Regions from separate parts of the Zea mays genome. Here all the other regions are linked to region 1. Evidence: chromatin contacts called from public Hi-C data. All regions are on one chromosome and are shown on one strand. Each heading gives the region's core, a stretch centred on a gene start, on an enhancer-like site or on the middle of the called end of the contact. The rest is flanking DNA. Distances are from core to core; before and after follow the strand shown.

What was found. Hi-C and Micro-C count contacts between places; a contact is called where the count stands out from the background.
Region 2: a Hi-C map of ear shows a contact between it and region 1, with 2.0 times the contacts expected there. The contact joins the promoter of LOC100193767 here to the promoter of LOC103634592 in region 1. A contact is called at or near these places in 2 of 25 Hi-C or Micro-C datasets (ear and tassel).
Region 3: a Hi-C map of ear shows a contact between it and region 1, with 2.0 times the contacts expected there. The contact joins the promoter of LOC100191145 here to the promoter of LOC103634592 in region 1. A contact is called at or near these places in 2 of 25 Hi-C or Micro-C datasets (ear and tassel).

What each region holds. Positions count from the first base shown.
Region 1 is chr1:52,986,555-52,991,699 of Zm-B73-REFERENCE-NAM-5.0, forward strand. LOC103634592 (myb-related protein 2) reads left to right here and starts at 3,143. Exons shown (of 7, transcript XM_008656960.3): 1 at 3,143-3,326; 2 at 3,436-3,649; 3 at 3,730-3,806; 4 at 3,886-3,943; 5 at 4,025-4,112; 6 at 4,181-4,250. The coding sequence starts at 3,306. LOC100276135 (a long non-coding RNA gene) reads right to left here. Exons shown (of 5, transcript XR_002266086.3): 2 at 3,968-4,092; 3 at 3,050-3,255; 4 at 2,290-2,404; 5 at 833-1,285.
Region 2 is chr1:53,402,356-53,407,500 of Zm-B73-REFERENCE-NAM-5.0, forward strand. It overlaps LOC100193767 (U11/U12 small nuclear ribonucleoprotein 65 kDa protein), which reads right to left and starts at 2,321. Exons shown (of 11, transcript NM_001138853.1): 1 at 1,907-2,321; 2 at 1,547-1,618; 3 at 1,203-1,409; 4 at 513-594; 5 at 205-387; 6 at 1-126. The coding sequence starts at 2,088.
Region 3 is chr1:53,328,133-53,333,277 of Zm-B73-REFERENCE-NAM-5.0, forward strand. It overlaps LOC100191145 (putative thioredoxin superfamily protein), which reads right to left and starts at 3,104. Exons shown (of 4, transcript NM_001136581.2): 1 at 2,802-3,104; 2 at 2,297-2,479; 3 at 2,029-2,193; 4 at 652-1,450. The coding sequence starts at 3,014. The coding sequence ends at 1,157.

The sequences.
Region 1 (5,145 bases), core at 1,893-4,392:
AATGTCGAATGTTGCTGAACTTGTGATAAAAATATGTTGAGTTCGATGGATTTGTTATGTTAGACACAAAGATAATATGCAATTTTAGTATTTTTTCATTATTGATGAGATATGATGCTTCAATATTTTATACTTGATACTTATTTTTGTGATTAAAATAATCATGTTTACTATAACCTTTGTGGGTATGATACTTGTTACCCGTGGTGGATATATGTGAGGTAATTTTGTACACGTGATGGACAGAGGATATGGATAGTAGGGTATTTTAGTATAGACATGGTCTTGTGTATCTACCGGATATCTTACTCGCTGCCACCATTTATTGTAGATACATCCCTGTTTGTGTATTCTCCAATCTGGACCTCCTCTCCTGTTTGTATATCCTCCATTCTGGACCCCCTCTTAAGTTTTTAATGAAATGATTCCAAGTGAGGATCCTCCCCTGGTACTCCGGTAGTACTTATAAAAAATAGCATCGTCATCTTTTCATTTCTTGATTTTGTTTAATTTCAGTCAGCATTGTATCGATGTCAAGCCCAGATAGTTAAAATTTAAATATGACGAGTTTTCGGTTGACCGGAAATGGTGGCGATAGCAGCCTGTTTTCGATAGTTTAGCACTTCAGCAAGCTCCATCTGGGCCACATAGAGTTGCCATGTTGCTGGGCTAGGCTCCGGCTTTGCCAGTCCAGGCGGGCCTCCAATTCTCCAACTAAGCAACTAACCTGTGGAACATCCATATTTGCTTTGCCAACTCTACACGAACAGAAGCAAACATATTTCTGACGAGGTGAGAAGTAAAAAACATCCACAAGGGTACTAGTAGTATAGATACTTGAACCATCAGGTCTTTTTTTTTAAGGCGAACATATGGATCACCAGTTCATTACGCCAAACAATAAAAACAGCTTATCCAGCGGTCTATACTCTGTACTTTCCAAATTCCAATTCGTACCATTTGAAGTGTTTTCGTATTTCTGCAACCGACACAAATGGACGAGTTTGTACAAATAAACAAAGAACGACTACTGAGCAAAACACTCCCAGAGCAAACAACAACATACCCACGCCAGGGTTCACACGTGCTCATCATCCTGCTGGCGGCTGGCACGATCCAGCGGGAGCACAACCAAGCCACGGAACAGAAGAAGCAGGCCGGCGAGGTCGACACAGGCGATATATTCCTTCTCATCTTCGCCTCCAAAAAAGCGCAGGATTCCCATCCAGCTTTGTCAACATCGCTTTTCCTTATTCCCTTCCCGCGGGATCGCGTGCGCGCTCGCCTGCGAAACCGATAATTGTCCAAGAGCGTTTACAGAGAAAGCAGGAGCATACGATTCCGGGCACTTAACAAGCAACAGCTGAATGCAATCCCCGCGCAAAGATTAAAGCTCTCCGTTCCCCTCCCCTTGCTCGCTTTCGTCGGATTCAAGGCGAAAGATAAAGCTACGGCCAGAAAGAGTTTATTCCATGTTCCGACGCGCAGTGGTCTCAGCTTATGCACCTGACGACCGGCCATAAGTGAACACAATTCCCCAGCCAATGCTCACGGAATCATGCACAGGGTGATTTTTGGTTTTGGGACGAAATAAATGCACAGGCATGCCTCCCTTGAACAGGAATGGGGGTACAGATCATATCATATCATATCGGGAGGATGGTTTTCTTATCCTAATGGATGGAACAATGGCCTATAAGCATAGGGATCCCTGGAACAACTTGAGAGAAGACTGGTTTAATCACGAAATGGCAAGGAAACTTTTATTTTCAAAGAAGATGCTACTGCCTTGGACCACTCGTACTAGTTGCTTTTCAAAGAATGCCTGTCAAGCTTTTATTTTGAAAAGGCCCGAGAGGATCTTAATGCAATCCATTATATCTGATTTACCATGTCAATGATTTCATTTCTGAGGTACAACTTACCAGGTGGCACACCTTGCATTTGTGACTCGCAATAGCCATAACAAATGGAATCATGGAAAAAAAATACTAGACTATTCCCTTGTGGAAAAGCTGGACTACAGAACAAATCAACCGGAAGGGACTCTTACAGCACAAAATTGTAGCACCTCACTATGTACTGAAAAAAAACACTCTAGATAAGACAAAGGTAAGCGCCGCCTATTCCATATCACTGGACTTCATGGCAGTTAGCGGTATCAAACATTGACACTGAGCCAGTTTTGCTCGAGTATGGAGGGGAGAATAAACAAGGCTAACCATGTCGGTTCAGATAAGCATGTTTCAAAGCAAAAGCAACATAGAGCAGTGAAGTAAAGGAACTAACCGTCATTTTTAAGCCCCAACTTTCTGCGCCTTATGTAGAACAGATAGTAGCCAAACTCAGAGGACTCCATACAGATGCACAGCCCATCGGATTCGTCTACCCACTTTCCGTTTCCCTGATAGCCGAACAAGTACAAAACTTATATGAGGAGACAAAAGAGAATCATATGCTTATTCCAATATTCCATGCTTTGCTTTTGTGCAGTCCCAAGGAAGGCATCACTAAGGAAATAAGTTCCTTTCACTTTATTTATATGAAGAACTTTTATTGAATTCTTCTTCTAGATGAATCTGGTCAAAAAGAAATTTAAAACTTGCTCTCGTATGGATGATAAAAATTATTCTCCTGTCGTCTATGTGCCATGCTTGTATAACCTGAAGGCATACATTTGCTATTGAATCCATGATTGCTTAACATACAGAATCCTAACCAATGCTGTCCTTTGATTTCATGATACAGGTATGGTGGAGAGTGGAATTAGTGCTGAACATATAAGATATAGTAGGCCTACAAGTGCAAAGGCATTATTACAAACTACATCTCAAAAGTTCTTCCTGAGAACAAGGTTCCCACTTTTATCTGCAAGAAGAATAAACTTAACAAATATGTATGCTTGCAAACCCCTTACTCCTCTTAATATCAACTATATTTGTTAGTGCTGGAATCAGAATACTAATGTGTTTGCAGAATTGACAAATAAAAAGATTGGTGCGCATAGGGTCCACAGGTACCTTAAGGAATAAGGATAATATCTTTATACCTCTTTTCAGTTGCTGCCAGGATTGGTCCAGGCTTGAGTGTTTGTTCTAACGATTCGAAATTCTCTCCTCACTTGTCTTCCTTATAAAACCAGACTCTGCATAACATCTTGGCATGAGTAGCCATAGTTTGTTAGAGCATTCCCCCAAGGAATATAACACCATTGTGTGACGAGCAACCCTTCACCAAAAACTAAGGACTGATAAACTGCAAGAGACCGTTCCTATCAGGATTGTGGAGTCTGCAACCAGATATCAATGCATAACAGAATTGAAGAGGTATGAGATGTAATGTGTGCATGTTATTTGGTTTGCTCAAACAAAGGAGAAAAAAAGAGAGATCTCCTCATGCGTCCTAACATTTGAGACTGCAATGTCTTCATGCCAGATGTATCATCATCAACAACAGCTTCAGAGCCACAGTCATTTCCTGTCTTCTAGGCAGACATTCCCTCCAGAAAGGCACATGCTTCTGCAAGGAGGGAGCATTCCAGCAGAGCCAGGGCTTGTGCTTTCCACTGATGCTAAACCTAGGTTAAAATGGACACCTGAACTACATGAGCGTTTTGTGGAGGCGGTAAACCAACTTGGTGGGCCTGACAGTAAGTACATGTTTAAACCCTATATCTACCCATACAAGCTAACATACGGAACATAACCATCTAAATTATGTAATTTGCAGAAGCTACACCGAAGACAATCATGAGACTCATGGGTGTCCCCGGACTAACACTATACCACCTTAAGAGTCATCTTCAGGTAGACATGGAATTTCTAGTATCGTGTTTTCCCTTGTATGCCTTGTAGCAAGAAACTAATTTGATTTGTCTTTTACTAGAAATACAGGCTAAGCAAAAACATCCATGCCCAAGCTAATGGTGTAAATGCAAAAAATGGTAATCATAGCATTCTCTCGTTACCTAGCAGTTATCGGCCTCCAATTAAGCTTAATACTGAATGCCCTTTCTGCTCTTCAGTGATTGGTTGCACCATGGCAATGGACAAACCACTTGAAGGAAATGGATCACCAGCTAGCCACTTAAACCTTGGAACCCAGACAAACAAGTAAGAGATGAATAAATGTTTTCTTCAACATGTTTGCATAAGATAACATGGATTTGTATTTTTATCAGATCTGTGCACATAGGTGAAGCCCTTCAGATGCAAATTGAAGTACAGCGCCGACTGCATGAGCAACTAGAGGTACAGAAGCATAAAAAATAAATCATATTACTAACTAAATTACCATTTAAACATTCCTTACAAAGACATAACTGATTCATCCCTAGCAGAGTTATTGTGTAAAAGACTGGAGTAGATTGTCTGGACAAATATATAGCAAAATTTATCCCAAACCAGGCTTTAAGTAGATCTAGGACACTCATCAAATGAAGGTTTATTTTGCCATGAAAGTACCTGATGTACAGACATCCAAATAAAGAAAAATTACGTAGCTTCACCATCAGTTGGTAAACTTCAGGGACATGGTCAGATCATATATAATGTTACATGTCAAAAAAATGGCATCCCAATCACCATTCCTTTAAGAAAAAAACATCACTTATAATTGCTCCAATAGTCCAATCAACTCAATTGTTTTAGCCAAGCACTAGTTCCTATATTACCGATAGAGTAAAAAGTCCAAGAGAAAGTATGTAATATATGTAGGGGTGGTAATGGATCACGATCCAAATATTTCTTCACAATTTGTTTGAGCCTTTAATCAATTTTAGTTCAAAGATGAATAAAAATAGAGCCGATCCAATCTGATTTTTAAATTTTATAGTGTAAAATTTAGAGCCTATTGCCACCCCTAAATGTATGCATATCTTTAGCTTTAGAGCATCCACATATTTTGTCCTTCACACAATGAACATCTATAGCTCATTTATCAACAAAAGTATATGCTGGACACCAGCATATGACTTCTAAGAGGCTCACAATGCAAGAGGGCCTAGTCATGGTGGTCTAGGAACATAATCTTGTCATACGTTTAACTGAACACAGTTTTAAAAAGAACAAGTAAAAACTAATGATGCTAAAATAAGTTTAAACAAACTGACCAATTGTAAATCCAGATTTTATTCTTTTCATGTCA
Region 2 (5,145 bases), core at 1,071-3,570, 410 kb after region 1:
AAGCTCATTAGAAACCAATGCAACAGATTTCACCCCCACTGCTTCATGAGCAACGTTTTTGTCAACTGCAGGACCAACAATTGCTTCATGCTTTGCACGCTTGATTTTCCGTTTATCAATATCTTCCTGTGGTAGATAAAACGTGCATGAATAATTTAACAAAGACACTACAAGGTTAAAAAGAAATACAGAAGTAGCAAGTACATCAGATGATTCTAACTCAGACTCATCACTAGACAAATCTGCTGAATGAAGCTCCCCAGTTGTAGTAGATCCCGGTGGTGGCTGAGGATGAGGGATAACAGGAACTTGCGATGGTAGTGGTGGAGTAGGCAATGCCATCCGAAATGGAGCAGGAAGGTTCATCTTGTTCATTAAATGCAGGACCTGTTTAAAGAAAAATTATCTGATCAAAATGCATCTGCACGTTCTGAATATATATAAAAAAAATAGGCAGAGGCATGCCTTGCGAGTTGTAATAATGGGTGCATAGGGTGGAAATCCTAATAAACCTGGTTGTAGAATCGAGGGACGGCGATCAGGGCATTGACAATATTTGTTAATATGTTTCCATCTGGTGGTGGATATGCATACCTAAAAAATTGTAGGGTGCTCAAATCAAGCTCAAGCCAGTGAGGCATAACAGGATTGCCAAGAGTTGAAAAAGCTTCAGCATAGAATGGCAGTCAAAAGGTGCTTGATTGCAAAACTTTGCAACATAGTAATAGAAGTGAATCAACAAAGTCAGCATACAGTAGCACAGAATTGATGCTAGTTTAATCTTGGTTACTTTCAAATGAACCATGTATACTTTGCACGATAGAGCATCGGCCTTTTAGACTGAGGAATATTGTTTCAAATAAATTCAACTAGTTCACAATTTGACACAGACAACTCAACTCATAAATCTCAACAACCCTAATCCTGTTGAGAGGGAGAAGGGAGCGCGAGAAGAAGATTCATGATTAGCAAAAAAAGAATTATGTGCAGGAAAGTTTTGCCTTAAATTTTGGAGGAACCAAAATTCTTAATAGCAGATGGCAAGTCAATCTCTTAATTACAAAATGAATGTCTGTTGAGAACAGTAATAGAACATTGCAAGACAGAGTGCATTCATGAGAGCTAAGAAACAACTAAGTATCTTCATGCGAGTATCCAAATATAATGAAGTGAAATAATGATGCAGTGAATTAATAACATACTCAAGGTGTGGAGGAAATGGGTAGTCCACACTAAGCTTGGGGGCAATTGGTTCGGCAATCGATGTGTGGTCCTTCTGAGTTTGGGAACTAATACTTGGTACCTGGGACGCCCCATGCCCTAATTGGTCCTGATGCTTCAGGTGAGACTCATTTGCATTTGGACAGTTAGCTCGCTCGACAGTCAACACTTTTCCCAGAAACCTCAACCTGCAAAGCCATCCCTTAGCGAACAAGGCAATGGGGCATTAATCAAGAATACTGAAATAAGAAGACGCGATTAATTTATGCAACTAAGAAAGAGAGTCCAAGCAACAAAAACAGATTGTGTGATTGACGAAGCAAACCTGTTCAAGAGCGAATGTGCGTGATTAGCTGCCGCCTCGTCCCTAAAATCTACAAATGCGCAATTTCTCAACCTGCAATGTACCAACAAAATGGTTTTAGTAACTGAATAAACATAATATACCTCAGCCAGCAGCAGCCAACAGACCAACAAAATGGTTTTATCAACCAAATAACATAGCAGACAATTCGGTATCCATACTTGACCAAATATAAAAGACATATTGAATCTATGACACAATAGGTCATTCCAGCAACACTAAGCAGTTATACTGGATACAAGCACGCGCTACTGTAACTAATTCAACATTTGAAGCACCAATCGAAGCATGATTAAGCAAGCGACAAGATGAGATAAGTACTTTCCACCGGAACAGGGGCGGACGGATGTGGCTCCGTAGTGGGAGAAGAGGCGGGATAGCATCTCTTGCGTGATAGCCTCTGGGAGGTGCCGCACTAGCAGCGTCGCCGCCCCCGCTGGAGCGGGCCCTTGCTGCTGGTCAGAGGCGGATCTATCGATATGGCGAGCCCTCGCGGGCACCATACCTCTCCTCCGGAGAGAACCTCCCGCGGACTACCTCTTTCCCGTGCCTGACAACGCGCGGCTTCTCGGCAGTGGCGGAACCAGCTAGAAATCGAAGCCCGGGCTCTCCAAGGCCCAAGCGGAGGGCAACCAGCCAGCCAGGCACGCGCCGCGGCAGGGGGGCAGAGAGGGAGGGAGGCACTGGGCGTGGGGCGGGAGCCAAGCACACGCGGCGTGCCAGCAGCGCGGACGCGGCGCGGCCAGCAGCAGTGCAGTACAGGGACACGCTGTGTAGGGTTTTCGCTTGGGAGAACACTGAGGCGGACTGGGCCGCTGGGCCACCGAAGCCCGGGACGTGCCTGGGCTGGCCGGGTCTCAGCTCCGTCACTGTTTATCGGGGCTGGGGTTTTCTCGAGAGTGACGGAGGTGGGGAGGTAGACGACGGTGGATGAATCTGCGCAAACCTAGTGGACTCATATCGAAAATAGTTTCCCATGTACACACGATTAATAAAGTTAAAAAATCTAAAAAATTATACATACTATTTCTATTCTATTTTAATTATATACAAAATTAACTTTCAATACGTTATATTTAGTTGTAATAAAAAAGAGAACATGTTTGCCGATTTTCTAATTTAAAATTCAGAAATTTTATCTTTTTTATTACATCTAAAGTATACAGAATTTGAACTTTAAATTTTGTATATAATCGGAGTAAGATAGAAAGATTATGTATGAAGTTTTTTAGAATTTTTAATAAACTTTATTGGTTCATGTACACCTTATGTACATCAAAAACTCATGTGCACTGAATATGTTCTCTACATTCAAAATCATATTTCCTCAGGCAAATCAAATACATCGTCCAAACCCAGATTTTCTCAAGCATATCAAACACATAACAGGTATTGTTAGAACTGCTGCAGCTGCAATCCATAGAGACAAAATATTGTAGAAACAGTAGAAGTCGTTTTGGATTAAAGCCAAGCGAACATCTTGTACATCATTCACTATATCCAGGGCTAGCAATGGATCACAATACAAGTGTTTCTTCATGATTTGTTGATTCCTTAATTAATTTTAGTTAAAAATAAATGGAAATAGATCTCAATCCAAATATTATATGATCTTTAAACTTTATAATGTAAAATTTAGAACTCATTACCACCCTAAGTATATCTTCCTCAAACATAACTGCTTAACAAATACATCATCCAGACATCCATAGATTCAATAAGTCTCAAACATAACAAATAATCCCATCCACATATTCATCCACGCTCAAACACAAAGGAAGAATGATGTAAACAAAATAATACTAGTGCCTTAGTGCAATCTAGACTCATTAAAAACCTTACTAGGTAAAAACTTACACCTCATGAGAAAACATTCAAGATAGCTTTAAGTCCCTTGGTCTCTTTCTCCACCATGTGTTGACTATGCAAATCAGCGAGCTCACAATCTTTTACACAGGACAGGACTTCAAGCATATTAGGAGTTAGTCACCATCGTCAGTCCTCAAGCACCCTGCCAATTAAACTAAAAGTGGACTCTGATGATACAGTGAAAGCAGGCACATTTAGAACATTTTTAGCAAGTATAGATAACACATGATAGGTCAACTAGTGTCGCTGCCACCAGTTTAGAAGATTGAAATCAAAGTCGGATTGGGTGGCGGTATCACTATCATGGTATGAGATAACTCAAATATAGCAGCAACAGTGGATGATACAGATACAGGAGTACCAAGTCTATTAGATAAGAGAGGAATGAAATATTCTCCATAGATGTCATCCCATGCCTCCCTAGCCTTACCTATCCTACCAACACTTATGTTGTTGCACATTCAAGCGCATGCCACCAAATTTTAATTCATATATCTGAAAAATCTTATTTAACATAGAACGAATAGATGTATGATATCTTGATTAGTTAGTTCGAGTTAGTCCATCCAACCTCACAAGAAGTTTATTGACCATCTCATTTTAGTTATACGATCCAATACAAAAAGCAATGCAGTATAGAACAAGTATCTTCCTCCAATGTTTCAAAAACTTTGTTTTCATAGGAACAATATCATCTCTTAGCAGATCATCATTTTCAAAAGCGCTTATATGTCTAGCAATTTTAAGTATATGATGTAGCATTAATGCTGAAGTGGGTAACAAACTCTAGATGATGCAACAGTTGTATCATAAAACAACTCAAGAAATGATAGAACCTTTTTAACAACATCACAGTGGTCTTCTGCCAATAAAAAAGAGTCATCTCTCTGAGCTGGATGGTTAGTTTGGATAAAGACAGAGAAGGTGCTTCGATACGGAACAAATGCTTAAGCATTAAGTAAGTAAAGTTCCACCTAATATCCATATCAACAATGAACTTGTGAGGACGAACTCCAAGACTCAAACAAAAGCTTTAAAATGCAACAATACACTGGTTTGAAACATTTAAGAATGAAATTACAGTTCTAAAATAATACAGATAATGATTTAATCGTTTCAAACAAGATTTAACAATCAGATTAATGATGTGTCAATAATAGCGCTTCTCGGAGAGGGAATTCTCCGGCCGGGTGGCAGAAGGCACCCGCCCTAAATCCTAAGACGAGGAAGGGGCTTAAGTGTTTTGCCTGTCTTGCTAAGCGATCACCGAGCACATGAACACGCGAGGATTAGAGTGGTTCGGGCCGCCGGAGCGTAATACCCTACTCCACTGTATGATGAATTGCTGTGGAAGCTCGAGAGTTGAGAGTCTGAGTTCTGCCACGTTGTGTGCCCTCCCTTTTATAGCTCAAGGGGGGCACGTACAGAGACACTGGACCCCGACATGTGGGCCCAGGGACATAACGAATGGAATACCCGGAGCAACTAATGTCCGTCGCCTTGTGCGATCTCCCTGTGCCCCAATACTTGCTGCTTGCGTAGCATTGGCGTTCAACAGAAGCTACCCTGGCGTCGTACAAGTCATGATGACCACGCCGCACACGCGATGGCACGGGCGTACTGCTCGCTATTTGAATGAACAGGCACGCCGCCCGTAGGGTGGTCTGGTCGTTGTTTGCCAGTGGAGTGGA
Region 3 (5,145 bases), core at 1,854-4,353, 340 kb after region 1:
TTTGAGTGCTTTCGCCGTGCGAACAATACTTCTCCGTGAACAGAAACCACCTGGTTTTTCGATAACAGACAAGAAGTTATCCACTTGGCAAATACTTTTAGCACGGAAGATTTGAGCACACAAAAAGCACTGGCTCAAAAGAAGGCGCCAACCTTGCCGTGCCAACATAGCAAGGTTCATGGGCCCACCGAAATTGATATGCTCTAGGGTATTCTCTATATCGGTATATTTGGCTTTTATAGATTTCTCTAAAAAAATCCATCCACTATATCCTATTTCCCTTTAACAACGTCATCTATACCTTGAACTCGTATTAGGAACATATTTTATTTCAGTTATTTATATGTATGTATGTCACACCCACAAATGTCTTATATATATATTTTAGTTTTACTTAATATATTATTTAAAATATAAAGATGCATAGAGGAGAGAAAATAAAGTCTTATGTATAGATGACAATACATATTTTAGTTGACGAATGAGTGTCCTCTATATTTAGAGGAAACTATTTAAGTTGTAGAGAAGAAAAACTTTTATTTGGAGTTTATGAGCATATAGTCTCTCATTAAAGGCAAGCCTCATATTTCTTATTCCATCACAAAGACCCTTTGGAAGATCACAACAACGCTATTGAAGCATCACCAGTTTCTCAATCGGCCGTTCCCTGCCCCGAAGGCAAGGCAGGAACTAGCCACAAAACTCAAATGTTATCACAACAATGATCACCACAGTGTCTGATACAACATAAGGAAACTAGTCACGGACTCGAATATTATCACAACAAACAATGATCTCTAAGCACCACAATATCTGGCACAACATAAGGCATGATCGATTATTCTGTTCTGCGACGGACAGATCCCAACGCTACAGGGGAAATGAAACAAGAGCTACACATCCACTTGATCTACAGAATTCGACGAAATAGCATGTAGACGAATCATCCATACATCTACCACACGATTTCCTCAAGGCAGAGCTCCACAACACCGCTCATTGGTACTGCTAATCCAACCGAGCTAAACTACTGGACGACAGGCGGGCAGGCTTCACATGTAAAAAATCTTAGCCTGCACTCTGCTACCATGGGAAGCTACAACCTGTACACACCAAGAACCGCGGAACTATACAGAACGGAAGCATCTAATCATCCTCATGATAACCTCATATGCATTTCATCTTCCTGACGAGACCAGCCTGACCTCTCCTCGGACCCCAGCCTGACCAAAGGCTTTGGAGCCGCAGGAAGCTTTGCAGGCTCGGGAGCAACGACCTCCCCAGGAGCATCTCCCCTGGGGATCAGTTCTGGTTCCTGCTTCGCGTAGGTGAACTGCAGGTCCTTGTTTGCCGCCAAGGCTAATAACTCAGATTCCTCTAGCCCCCTGGTTGGGCCAAGGCTACATCTATCTGGCTTGTGCTTCGCAAGTGCATCCCTGAACTTCTTAATCTGCATTTGGAAATAACACTCCCGTTAGTCCAGATGGGTGATCACAGCCAACACCCAACAGCAATCCCAAGTATAGCTAAAATTGTATAATAGCCAGGAAATCAATCACACAACATCCAGTTGGGTTCGTGAGGGAAAATGTTTCTATCCTATCAGTTAAGTGTTGCAATATTGCATGAACTGCTAGGGGAAACTTAAAATGGTCATTCTTTGCCAGTTGGATTCAACTTAAAAGGTCATTCTTTGCTTGTTATATTCTGCAAGTATCAGAACAAACCTAACATTTGAGTCCAAAACTAAAGTTGGGTTGTCAACAAGCTCTATCCAAATTCACTAACTTTAAATGGCCATTCTTTTCCATTCAAATTAAAAGGTCATTCTTTGCCTCTCATATTCTGCAAGTATAGGAGCAAAATTAGCCATTTGGGTCCAAAACTGAAGTTGGGTTGCCAACAAGCTCTACCCGGATTCACAACTTTATTAACGAGATTTAGCTCCAAGAGGGTGACTAGTAATGAATATAGATCATTTTGGGTTCGTTGCATGTTATTGAGGAGCTGATCGGATCCGGATCTTACAGTTGCGTTGGTACAACTGAAGCTACAGAGTCGTCCCTGTGCTCCCCTGTAGAATCTGAACAAGGGTAGGACATGGACATGAAGGCTGTGGCACATAGACTTGTGCTCCTCGTAGTTCACTTGCAAGAACAGCACATCTGGATTCTGCTCCGCAAATTGACAAATCTGCACGAAATAGATTCCTTAAAAAAGACACAATCTTCTCGAAAGTTCTCGGATATATGAAGAATATCATGCAACGTGAATTCGTTATACTTTTTCCCCTCACCTTGGGGTGAAAAGCACGGCAGCCGCCGCAGCCAGGAGAGAAGAAGTCGACGACGACGAGCCTGTCGCCGGCGTTGGTCAAAGCATCGACAAGGTCTTGGGCGGACTCGATCTCACGCATGTTGGGCTGCAACCCCTTCTCCCACCACCTCATCGATTTCCCAAGCGCAAGGTTCATGTTCATCTGAGGAACCGAACCAAAAAAAAAACAGATCATATTAGTCTTTATCGTTCCAGTTTATTTTTAATTTTTATAGATGAAAATCCAGTTTCTTTTTTTATTTATAAAATTAAAGCTCCGGAATCAAAGAAAACTCCCCCGGGGTGGTCAAACGGACTAGAAACTGCTAAAAGTAAACCTAAGCAGAAGAAAACTAAAATGATTTTCGGATGGGATAAAAACTAAATTAATCGCAAAACTTCGAAGAAAAAATTAAGATACACGTGAACTACGAAAAAATAGAGAGAGAAAAGCCTGTGATAACTAGCACATCCTGAATATTCACCTGCGTCGGTGACGCGGCCCTGGATCTCCTCGTCCTCAGGGTTAGCCTCCCGCCAGGAAACGCGTTCTTCCTCCAGAAGCCCCCGATCCGCGCCGCTGACGGTGCCATCCGCGCCGCCACGGCACCCCTCCGCCTGGCAAGGAAGCCCGGCGCCGCTCGATTGCCGCATGGAGACACCACGCTCCCCTTCGAGATCGCCTGCGCTGCCGCCATCGCCAAACCGCGCTGGAAGAAGGGATGAAGAGCTCGCGAGGAGAGAGACACAGGGAAGGAGAGAGGAGGAATGGAAGATTGCGGAAGCGGCGAAGGAAAGTAGCTCCTTTTAAAAAGAAGTCCCACGGATAAAGGCAAACCGGATTAGAGGAGCGAAAAATCGCCGCGTCTTTTTTTTCTTATCAGTTTAATTTATTTCTCCTTCCATCTAATTATCTCTCCACCCCTAACGAGAACTACTCACTGTCGTCCGATGCACCTCACAGTCTCCCTTTGTTCGCCACGTGGACTGCAAACTCTGGAAGTTTCTCCCCCGCTCGCTGAAAAAAATTCCGGAATGGATATATATATTCTGGATAAGAATAAGAAACGATTGTGGGGCTCACATGTCACGCGGCCGTGGGGATCGGGAGGCGCGCGTGGTGCACGTAGCTCCGCGGGGACTCGTGGCAGAAATGTAATCTTTTGGTCAAGGATGCGGAGGGCAGTGGGGCACAGTCGCAGAGAGAGATGACACGTGCTCGTCTTGATATACAGCAAAAAAAGAAAGATATTGTTCATGAGATAAAAAATACTTCTACAGATAACTTTTTTTTGTTACAGAATAAAATCTATCAGTACTATTTAAAATCATCACAAAAAGGACTATTTAAATTGTTAGTAGATAACTCAGACTCAAACATACAACTCCAGACTTAACAGCGCTACATTCGGTGACATGTAATCCGTCCTTCAAGCTATGAAGACTTTTATAAAGTTATTTCTACAATATAGAATGCGGTGAGTATGGAAATAATTATTTTAAATCTACAATTTTTATTATTTTGTTATTACTGTAACATTAATATTAAAGAGCTAAAATTTTATCATTGTTTTTATCTTTTTCTAACTATCCGATAATTAAAAAATTTAATTTATTCTATTATTTTATTTTTATTAAAATGCATTTACGCCCTAAATTCATACCTTTTTTGTATATGATCTATATTTACAGCATGTGATCGTACAAACAACTCACATCCAGGTACGATGTAAAATTCTGATATTATTTTCTAAAAATATCTTTTTATTTGAAAAAAATACCTCACTCTTAGTTTTGGCTCTTTGGTTGTGCCAACTTATCTGACATGATAAAAACATATTGCGTGATAGTTGGTGTTGATGGGATTTAAGTGGGTAGATGGTGAATGGTCTATAAAAATTGTTTTCAAAACTTAAAATTATAAATACACTCAAGTTGTTTAAATATGTAGAATTGATTACCTACTCCAGTTCTAATTTACAATATGCTATTTTCTTTAAACCAGCTAGTAGCTTGTGAAAGATATGTATGAAGAAGACAACCTATTCACTAATCAAGATATAAAACTTAAATATTAATTACACAGAGAGTAGATGTACTAACATGATACAAGTGCCAAAGCAAGAGTAGTTTGGAGGGCAAACCACACGGAGCAAAAGATGACACAATATATATCATTGGGGTATGAAGCGTCCTCAATCCTCTGGGACTCAAATGTGATACAATTACTAGTCCCAGGAGGCTAGTAAACACATTTATACATCAGATGATTCCAGATCTGCTTAAACGAGACCAACCTATAAAGGTGGCGAACAACTTTAAGAGTTGGTCCACAACTCGGGACATATCATCAGAGTGGGGCTGAAGCAGCCCGATATACGCAGTGAAGCAAATCAGCGGTCCAACAGCCACAGGCAAGGTTGGGAACAGTCGTAACTCTTATCCGATCTCCTTTTTCTGAAAACAACAAATAAGCAAGGGTGAGTACAAACGTACTCAGCAGCCCACCTTCACCCGCGGAATGGGGAAATCAGATATAATGCATGGAATATGTGGAGCTCAGAATATTTTGCAGAAACAACAATATTTTATGCAGGGTTGTTTTGAAAAACATTTTGTACTTTTGCAAAGCGCATCCTCTCCAAAAGGAGCAGGAAGTTTTTCAGTATTATAACAAAATCCCCTGGACTAAACCATCCAGGTATCTCAGTAGTTTCCCACTGGTTTTCATTCTCAAAAACAGCTACTGGACTTCCCGTCCACCATAGCTCACGGCTCAACCGCCGAACCTTTTAAAAACCACTTTTCTCAAAACCATCTCTTTTTTTG